2 separate regions of the Hordeum vulgare genome follow, and region 1 is linked to region 2. A link is a contact called in public Hi-C data. All regions are on one chromosome and are shown on one strand. Each heading gives the region's core, a stretch centred on a gene start, on an enhancer-like site or on the middle of the called end of the contact. The rest is flanking DNA. Distances are from core to core; before and after follow the strand shown. Region 1 holds the start of LOC123448899 (pyruvate decarboxylase 2). Region 2 holds the start of LOC123448896 (6-phosphofructo-2-kinase/fructose-2,6-bisphosphatase-like).

The links. A called contact is a pair of places that touch in the nucleus more often than the background predicts.
Region 1: a Hi-C map of seedling shows a contact between it and region 2, with 4 times the contacts expected there. The contact joins the promoter of LOC123448899 here to the promoter of LOC123448896 in region 2. A contact is called at or near these places in 5 of 6 Hi-C or Micro-C datasets (leaf and seedling) and 1 of 1 datasets of contacts at active chromatin or transcription factors (embryo).

Annotation. Positions count from the first base shown.
Region 1 is chr4H:449,594,723-449,598,985 of MorexV3_pseudomolecules_assembly, reverse strand. It overlaps LOC123448899 (pyruvate decarboxylase 2), which reads right to left and starts at 2,813. Exons shown (of 6, transcript XM_045125934.1): 1 at 2,137-2,813; 2 at 1,870-2,033; 3 at 842-1,492; 4 at 618-735; 5 at 323-511; 6 at 1-213. The coding sequence starts at 2,664. The coding sequence ends at 43.
Region 2 is chr4H:449,245,940-449,250,235 of MorexV3_pseudomolecules_assembly, reverse strand. It overlaps LOC123448896 (6-phosphofructo-2-kinase/fructose-2,6-bisphosphatase-like), which reads left to right and starts at 2,523. Exons shown (of 23, transcript XM_045125931.1): 1 at 2,523-3,733; 2 at 3,820-3,883; 3 at 4,261-4,296. The coding sequence starts at 3,587. LOC123448897 (protein CHUP1, chloroplastic) reads left to right here. Exons shown (of 5, transcript XM_045125933.1): 1 at 1-26; 2 at 617-933; 3 at 1,021-1,132; 4 at 1,364-1,495; 5 at 1,594-2,090. The coding sequence ends at 1,668.

The DNA.
Region 1 (4,263 bases), core at 1,564-4,063, 350 kb before region 2:
TACTAGTGCTACTGATGCGCAGGCGTGCTTTGGTCGACTCGTCTACTGGGGGTTGGGTGGCCTGGAGTTGGCAGCGGAGACCCTGGAGCCCCATTCCAGAAGCTCTTTGCTGGTGTCGTCCTTGTGCGCGATCACCTCGATGAAGCACAGAGAGTCCTTCTTCTCCCCCAGCGCCGTCTCTATCGCCGCCGTCAGCTCCTCCTCGCACTTCACCTGCGCAACACAAAAGCATGCATCAGCGGCAGTTCTGCAAGCTCGCATCTCTTCTTCTTCTGATGCTTACATTGGCCTATGCCAATGGACAAAAGAGTGCAGTGCTTACCTTGGCAGTCCAGCATTTGCCCTCGCCGTTGTGGATGGCCTCCACAAGGGCGGTGTAGTTCCAGTTCTTGATGACATTGTAAGGCCCGTCGTGGATCTCCACCTCGATGGTGTACCCGCCATTGTTGATCAGGAAGATTATGCTGTTCTGCTCGCACCGCAGCATGGTCGACACATCCTGTGCTGTCACCTGCAGACAGATGGAATTCCCCGGGCATCACATTAGAAACAGCACGCAGTGCAAACAAATTGCAGCACACGGCAGCAGCAGATCATCAGATCGAGGGATACTTCACCTGGAAGCTCCCATCACCAATGCAGGCTATAACACGCTTGTCACTTGCGCCTTGCGCGTACCCGAGCAATGCACCCACCGACCATCCAATCGAGCCATACTGCATCTGGAATTCATACCTGCAGTGCGCAAACAACCAACCAACCCTGCTTAGCACGAGACAATGCAAACAACAAAGGGAACATACATGCACCATCACAACATTGTGGAATCAGAAAAGCTCACCCGCAGCCCTCGGGCAGCTTCAGCTTCTGACAGTTGAACCAGGAGTCACCAGTCTCGGCGAGCACTGCATTGTCACCCGTAAGCATGTCCTGGATGTGCTTGAAGAGCACATTGACACGCAGCGGCTCGTTCGCCTCGCCCTTGAGCGGATGGCCCTCGGGCACGAAGATCCTCTTGTAGTTCTCGTAGGCGGTGGTGTTCTTCTGGACCCGCTTGGCCAGTGCAGACAAGTACTCCTTCATCATGACGCAGCCGAATGCCGGGCCGTTCCCAATGATGACGCGCTCAGGCTGCACGATGATGGCCTTGTCCTTCTTGAGCAGGAACGAGTAGCCAACAGAGCTGTAGTCGTTGAAGATAGGACCAGCGAAGAGGTAGGCGTCGGCCGACTCGACGATCTCGGCGCAGAAGGCCGTGCTGACGGCGCCCCAGTAGGTGCCGATGTAGTGGGGGTGCGTCTCTGGCACGAAGCCCTTGGCCGATGGCATTGTGGCATAGGCATAGCCACTGGCGTCCACAAGGTCGACGAAGGCCTTCCCCGCCTTCGCCACCCGCAATTTGGGGCCGGCCACAAGCACTGGCTTCACCGCCTTGTTCAGGAACTCGACGGTTGCCTCCACTGCAGCCTCGAGCCCCATCTTGTTGCTCATCCTGCAATGTTTCAGAACACAGTTCAGTTCAGTTCATCACATGGCTTCAGATACAATCATATATTACAGCAATTCTCTGTTCAGTGCATCTGTCGCTTCAGATTATAGCATCAGAATTCACGATCTGAAATTCTCGATGCTAATGATTCATATGGGCACATTTCTGTGGCGATAAAATCTTAAGGTCCCAGCAGTTAGTACATGCAAATCACGAGTTAAGACCCACGGTAGATAATTGGGGGGAAACGTTCCATGATCCAAGGTATAAACTGTTGGCACAATAATCGGGAAAAAAGCCTCTGATCAGATTCAAAGCACTACGTACTGCACGGAAACGACGACTTGGGATAAGAACAGAGTAGGTGCAGTTATCAGTACCTGGGGGCGAGGAAGAAGGGGACCGGGTCACGGGTAAAGGTGGGGTGAGGTAGCCCAGGGAGGTTGCAGCTGATGCTGAGGTAAACCGGCTTGCTCTCCCTGAGCGCCGTCGCGATGGCCGTGTCGATCTGCTCGTGCGCGTCGTCCAGGTTGGTCACCACCGCCTGAATCGAGAACCAACCAGATCGAGTCAAGAGATTAGAGAGATGAATCGAATGGGGAAGAGGCAATGCATGATGAGGAAAGGAAACGCGCGTAGGCGCGTACCTGGTGGCAGGTGACGGTCTGGAAGCAGCGTAGCTCCTGCGAGAAGTCGGGGACGCCGATGGTGTGGTGGAGGATGCGGTTGGTGCCGTAGTCGTTGGAGTTGGGCCCGCCGGCGATGCAGATGACGGGGAGGTTCTCGCTGTAGGCGCCGGCGATGGCGTTGAGGACGCTGAGGCCGCCGACGGTGAAGGTGACCGCGCATGCGCCGACGCCGCGGGCCCGCGCGTAGCCGTCGGCCGCGTAGCCGGCGTTGAGCTCGTTGCAGCAGCCGACGAGGCGCAGCCCGGGCTCGGCGACGAGGTGGTCGAGCAGCGTGAGGTTGAAGTCCCCGGGCACGGCGAAGACGTCGCTGACGCCGACCTGCACGAGCCGGCGCGCCAGATGGCGCCCCAGCGAGGCCTCCCCGGCTGCTGACGGCGCCGGGTGGGAGGACATGATCGGGCACCCCGGCGCGGACGCCGGGCATCCCACCGCGCCGTTCACCGCCGCCGGCGACGGCCCGTCGACGGACCCGATGTGGGTGTCCATCGCGATCGATCGATCCGAGTAGTACACTAGTGGGGCTGGAGCGGGAGCGGGAGCGGCAGAGGGGGCGGTGGTGGGGTTTTGGGGAATATTCGAGGTCTTGGTGGGGATTTTGTTGAGCTGTTCCGTTGACGTGTGCTGGTTTTGGTGGTCTTCTGGGAGGGGAAGGCGTCCTCCATTTATACCTGGGCTTGCGGACGCGATGGGGATTGGGGTTTTCGTGGGAAGACGGGGGTGGTCGTGCAAAACTCGCCTGCTTTCTTCGGGGAAAGGAAAAGGAAAACCACGGGCGGCGGTGGGAACTGGCCCGGTGCGTGATCAGCTCTCGGCCACTGACCGGTGGGGCCGGAGCATTATGTAGGTTCACGTGTCAGTGAGACAAGGCTAGAATGTTGGCCGTGGGACAATGAATGCTCCTTCGTTTTCGGTGGCGATCTTGCCTTCCTTCCCTGGGGGCTGGGGCGGGGGCTGGGGCTGGGGCTGGGCGTGCGACAGCGGTTTTGGTTTGTGGCGCAAGTCGCGGTTTTGGGTCTTGTTTGCTGGGCAAGGTGGGCAGCACACACGTGTCGGACTCCATTCAGCGGCTACGGTCCGTCCGGAACCTGCCGACCTGCCTCTGCCTGCTGTGCAAGTGCAACGCGGCCGCTGAGGCGAGACCAACTCGTGCATGGACGACAGTCAACCGCACCGCACTGTCATGCTTGAATGCCAAGAGGTGAGTCCGGTCGTCGTACGACCAGTCGGGCGAACTAAGGCATGTTTGGTTCGAATTCGGTTTGTTTGGAGCGACAATGGAGTTATAAATGTTCAGATGGGTCCGTAGTCGGGTGGTGCGCCCAACGCGAGGTCACACCCCGAATCGTTTGTGATTAAAAAAAAGAAAAAACAAAAAAGTCAGAAAAATATAAATAAAATTCAAACATTAATAATTATACATTAATAATTCAACGGTTCCGCGGCCCACGGTCCTTAATTAACATAATTTAGAAAACAGATAAAAATGCGCCGCCCCGCGCTGCTGTCGTGTCTGTCGCCGTGTCCGACACGGGGGAATCCACGACGTACCTCGGGTCGTAGTAGAGATCGTCGGGGAGGCGGCATCGACGGCGTTGGATCTCGTCGCGGCGGGCACGACCGCTCGTTGGCACCGGCGGGATCGGCACCCGATCGGCGGAGAGGTGCCAGTTGTTCGTCAAGTGGACGTCGCTCCACGGAAGCGGGGTCCTTGTTTCCCAATATCGGCGGCACAAATCCGCATGGACGTACTGCCGGGAGCGCGCTGGGGCGCCCGGAGGGGCAATGGAGAAGGGTGCCGGAGCAGGCCGTCGCGGAGGAGAAGAACGGCGCGGTTCGCTTGCGGTGCGGCGGCGGCCGGACGAGGACCCAGCCTCGTGTTCGTGCGCCCCCTTCCCCTTGCCGCCGGTGCTCCACCACCCCATTCCCGTCGGCGGTCGGAGAGCTCGAGGGAGGGGAGAAAGCTAGGGTTTGGAGCGGGCGCGTGCACTATGTCGATCCCGAGGAGGCAGTGGAGTGGGCGCGTGCGCTGTGTCGGTCAATGGCTTCCCCATTTTAGAAGGATAGCGACCGCCCGCCTGAGTGGAT
Region 2 (4,296 bases), core at 1,274-3,773:
AGAACAGATCAGCTTATGTTATAGCTGTAAGTACATATGTTCTTCTATCTTTTTCTCAGAGTATGTGCATATGATATATTGTTTACTTAGCTGCCAATTCCTTTATTTGTTTCAATTTTCTTTTCTTTTCGAACCAACTTACGCAACAAGAGTATGACAATTGCAGAATACTTCCTCCCACATGACAGTTACCAGTTATTTGTTGTATTAAAGACAATATAATTTCCTAACAGTATGTGCCCTTCATTCCTAAAGAGTATAACTTTTTCTTTTCTTTTCGAACCAACTTACGCAACAAGAGTATAACTTTTTTTATCGCGTAATCTATTCAGTCATCTTTATTACCTTATGAACACACTACAGTATATGAAATCATTTTCTTTATGGATAAAAAAGCAGCGCCAAGTGTTAGTTTAAGAGCATGCGACATGTTCTTCTGATATTTCTGTTTCCCTCCTCCTGCAGTTGATAATGTTATATAACTCTTTATTTTTTTATAGTACGAATAATCTTTTAATGTACATCTGAGTCATGTTTTCTCCCTATTATTCTGTACAGATCAATAATTTCCTAACCAAACCAAAAAAATATTCCCTTGCGATTATTGTTCCAACAGATTAAATCAGATGTAGAAAATCAGGGTGAATTCATTAGCTTCCTGGCAAGGGAAGTTCAAAATGCAGCATACAAGGAAATAGCCGATGTTGAAGAGTTTGTGAAGTGGCTAGATGGGGAACTATCATACCTTATAGATGAACGGGCAGTGCTCAAGCACTTCCCTAACTGGCCTGAGAAGAAAGCAGATGCCATGAGAGAAGCAGCATTCACCTACCGGGATCTGAAGAACCTGGAAGCAGAAGCATCATCATTTCACGACGACAGGAGAGTGGCTACACCTATGGCTTTGAAGCGCATGCAAGCTCTACAGGATAAGTGAGTAGATGAAATGAATGCATTTAGTAAGGCTGTTGCATTGTCAAACTTTGAACAATATAACATGATTCATGCTTCCCCTTGTAGAATTGAACAAGGTATTCACAATACTGAAAAAATAAGGGACAGTGCAAGTGGAAGATACAAAGATCTCCTGATCCCATGGGATTGGATGCTTGACTCTGGAATCATAAGCCAAGTATGTACTATGTGCTCCCAAACTTCTAATATCCATCTTTGTCCTCAGTTTGATATAATAGAGAAGACATAGCTAAGTGCATTTTACAAATTCGTCTTCAACTGGAACAAACCAACTTACGAGTTATGTGGTACACATAGGAATTATCCCACTACCCTTTTCGCTATAAAAGTATAAATTCATGTCTAATAGACATATCATATATGAAGTATCCTCTTGCTACCTTAACAGCTAAAGGCCGCTTCATTGAAGCTGGCAAAAGAATACATGAACCGCATTATGAATGCACTGAAGTCAGATCCATTTGTAAATGATGAGGAACTGCTCTTGCAAGGTGTCCGCTTTGCCTTCCGAATACATCAGGTAATTCTACTGCAATCATGAATTGCTTTCGAATGACATTATGAGTTGCTACCTACAAACTAACTAACCAAGGTAACCGCAACAAACCAAATTTGCAGCTTGCAGGTGGCTTTGATGAGGGTTGCCGGAAAGTGTTCCATGAACTCAAGATGTATGCAAGCAAGCCAGAGTGATCTGATGGAGTATACCTGGGTTCAAATAAGCATCACTGGGATACAACGGACATGATTAAGTTCTGCCGAGGTTGGCTCCAGGTCGACTCCACTAGTCCCCAGGATAATCCCGTGAACAATTTTCTTAACTTAACTATTTTGCATCTAAGATGCGGACCTCTTGGATGCAATTTGAAGCCTGAGAATTCCAAGTACATCCACACACAACTCTTAATTTAAGTACACCTTCTGGGAACATTCTAAAATGTCATTAGAGGGTGGTAAATAAAAGAAAACAAGAGCCACCACTTTGATTGTTAGGTGGTTGTACCATGAAGTATCAAGTAAGAATGTGGAAATGGCAGAATTTACGGATACAGACAGGACGACAGTATGTGCCCTTCATTCCTAAAGAGTAAGATTGACAATTGTTAGGGCACACAGATTACGACTTTTCTTGTTAGAATTTGTCTGAGGTTTGATAAAGGGCAAATTGGCTGTAAATGCTAAAAAACTAGATGACTGCTCCAAGTATTCAAACCTGAACAGCATTTATGCAGCAACTGATAAGAATATCAGATACATCCAGTTTTCCCATAAAAAAAGCAGACAAATCAATTTTTCCCTAGGACGCCGACCTTTTCAGATTCCGCTGTTAGAGTGTATTCAAGTGTATGTTGAATCAACAACATCCTCTACTTCTTCAGGAGCTATAATTGTCTGTGAGCAATAAAAATACCACCTAAGCATCATAAGCCCGATATTTTCCACAATCCACCAATGCTGGATAGCCCTATTATACAGTATGTGCCCTTCATTCCTAAAGATTAAGATTGACAACAGTTAGGGCACACTGAATAAGGTTTTTTTTTTGGTTAGAATTTGTTTGAGGTTTGCTCAAGAGAAAATTGGCTGTAAATGCTTCCCATCAAGCAATAGTTGCCAAAGCGCATCTCTCCTTTGGTTTCCCATTAAGCATAATGTGATGCGGATGGTCTAACAATAAGGTACAGAATATTTCAAGAAGTACTATCGTGTCTCAAATCGTGTTTGGATCAAAGGCAGCACGATCATGTGGTTTGGCAAAATGTGCAAGTGTTCCCGGTGCCAAATATCCACAAACCAGAGAAAATCTACATTCTACAAGGTTGCTGTGAAGACAAAAGCACGGGCGCCAATCAACTTAGCCCTACCCCTACGGCACCTACCATTTCAGATTCTGCTGTTGACTGCCGCATTGTTTCGCTCAAAATGCGTTCAACTATGTGCTGAATCAACAGCGTCCTTTACTTCTTCCGCAGCTATAGTCCGTAAGCAATAACAGTACCATCTATAACCCTCAGAAGAAAAAACCACCTAACAAGCACCATAAGCCCAGTATGCAGCACAATCCACCAATGCTGGAACGAATTTGCGAGTAAAGAAACTACCCAACAGAGATGCGCGAGCAAACCAAGCACGAAGGCCATGGCTCTGGCAGGCTGCTGCAAAATCTGCAAGAGCATCACACAGACAGACGGAAAAGGAAGGAATCAGCCACCCCCAGATACCTGGTGAGACGGAAAAAACCGGCGGCGGCGGGTCGGTCCATATGACGGCGTCTCGCGCCGCGACGCCTACTCCCCGCGTCTCTCTCTCTCTCTCTCTCTCTCTCTCTAAGCTGCTCGCCCCCTTTCTCCGCGCTGAGACGCTTCGCCCGCCGTCACCGTCGCCGGCCGGCGGTAGCGCGGTTGCCATCGGACATTCTTGGGCTGGCTGGTGGGCCAGGTACGTTTCCGGCCCCACCCGCTGTTGCGGATTACGAAGGGATCTACCACCATCGCATTCGCACCCACCTCGTGGCCCCACTTGACAGTCGCACGAAAAGACGACACAGACGCGCCCGCTTTCCTTCCTTCCGGCACCTTCCAAGCCCCCCTTCCTTCTGGCCTCCCCGGCGATGGCGACGGCGGCGAGCTCCGGCGGAGCATCCGACCATCAGTATGTCTCGGTCAAGTTGGAGAGCCCCCGCCTGGCGGCGCTCGGCCTCGCCCCTCACCTCTTCGGCTCCCACCCCGCCGCCGGCTCGTGGGACCCTTCCAAGGCCGTAAGCGTCGCATCCATCCCCTCTTGTTCGCGAGTATGTTCCCCGTGCGGGGAGTGATGTGATTTTTTTCCTGGTTGTGTTCGCAGCTGCCGATGGAGCGGGCCGCGGCCGCCATTTGGGAGCTCAGCTGCGTCCTCCCTTCTCGCCACGGTGAGTCGGCTGATTTTACCATGCTGTTCCACGGCTCCCCGTGGGTTTGAGATCCCTTCCTCGGAAGCTTGGGCTATGATGAGCTATGTTGCTGCGCCATGCTACCGGGATGCTCTGGTTTTTATTTATTGGGGTTGCCTCCTGTCCGTTTAATGTGTACACATTTTTCATGAACTAGCCACTAGTGATTTGTCATTCCTGAGTATAACAATGTAGTACATGGAGTTGGGTCTTCGAAATAAAATAAAGTGATTCTTGAGCTGAACATTTGCTCCGGCTAACTGAGTTGTTTACTTACTACAGATGCAGGGAGTTAGATTTTGTTCCCTTTTGCATTCTGACTAGCTTTTATGCCCTTTATTTGTTATGTTTGTTAGAAGCAATGGATTTCAAGTTACTATTGAAGCCAAAAG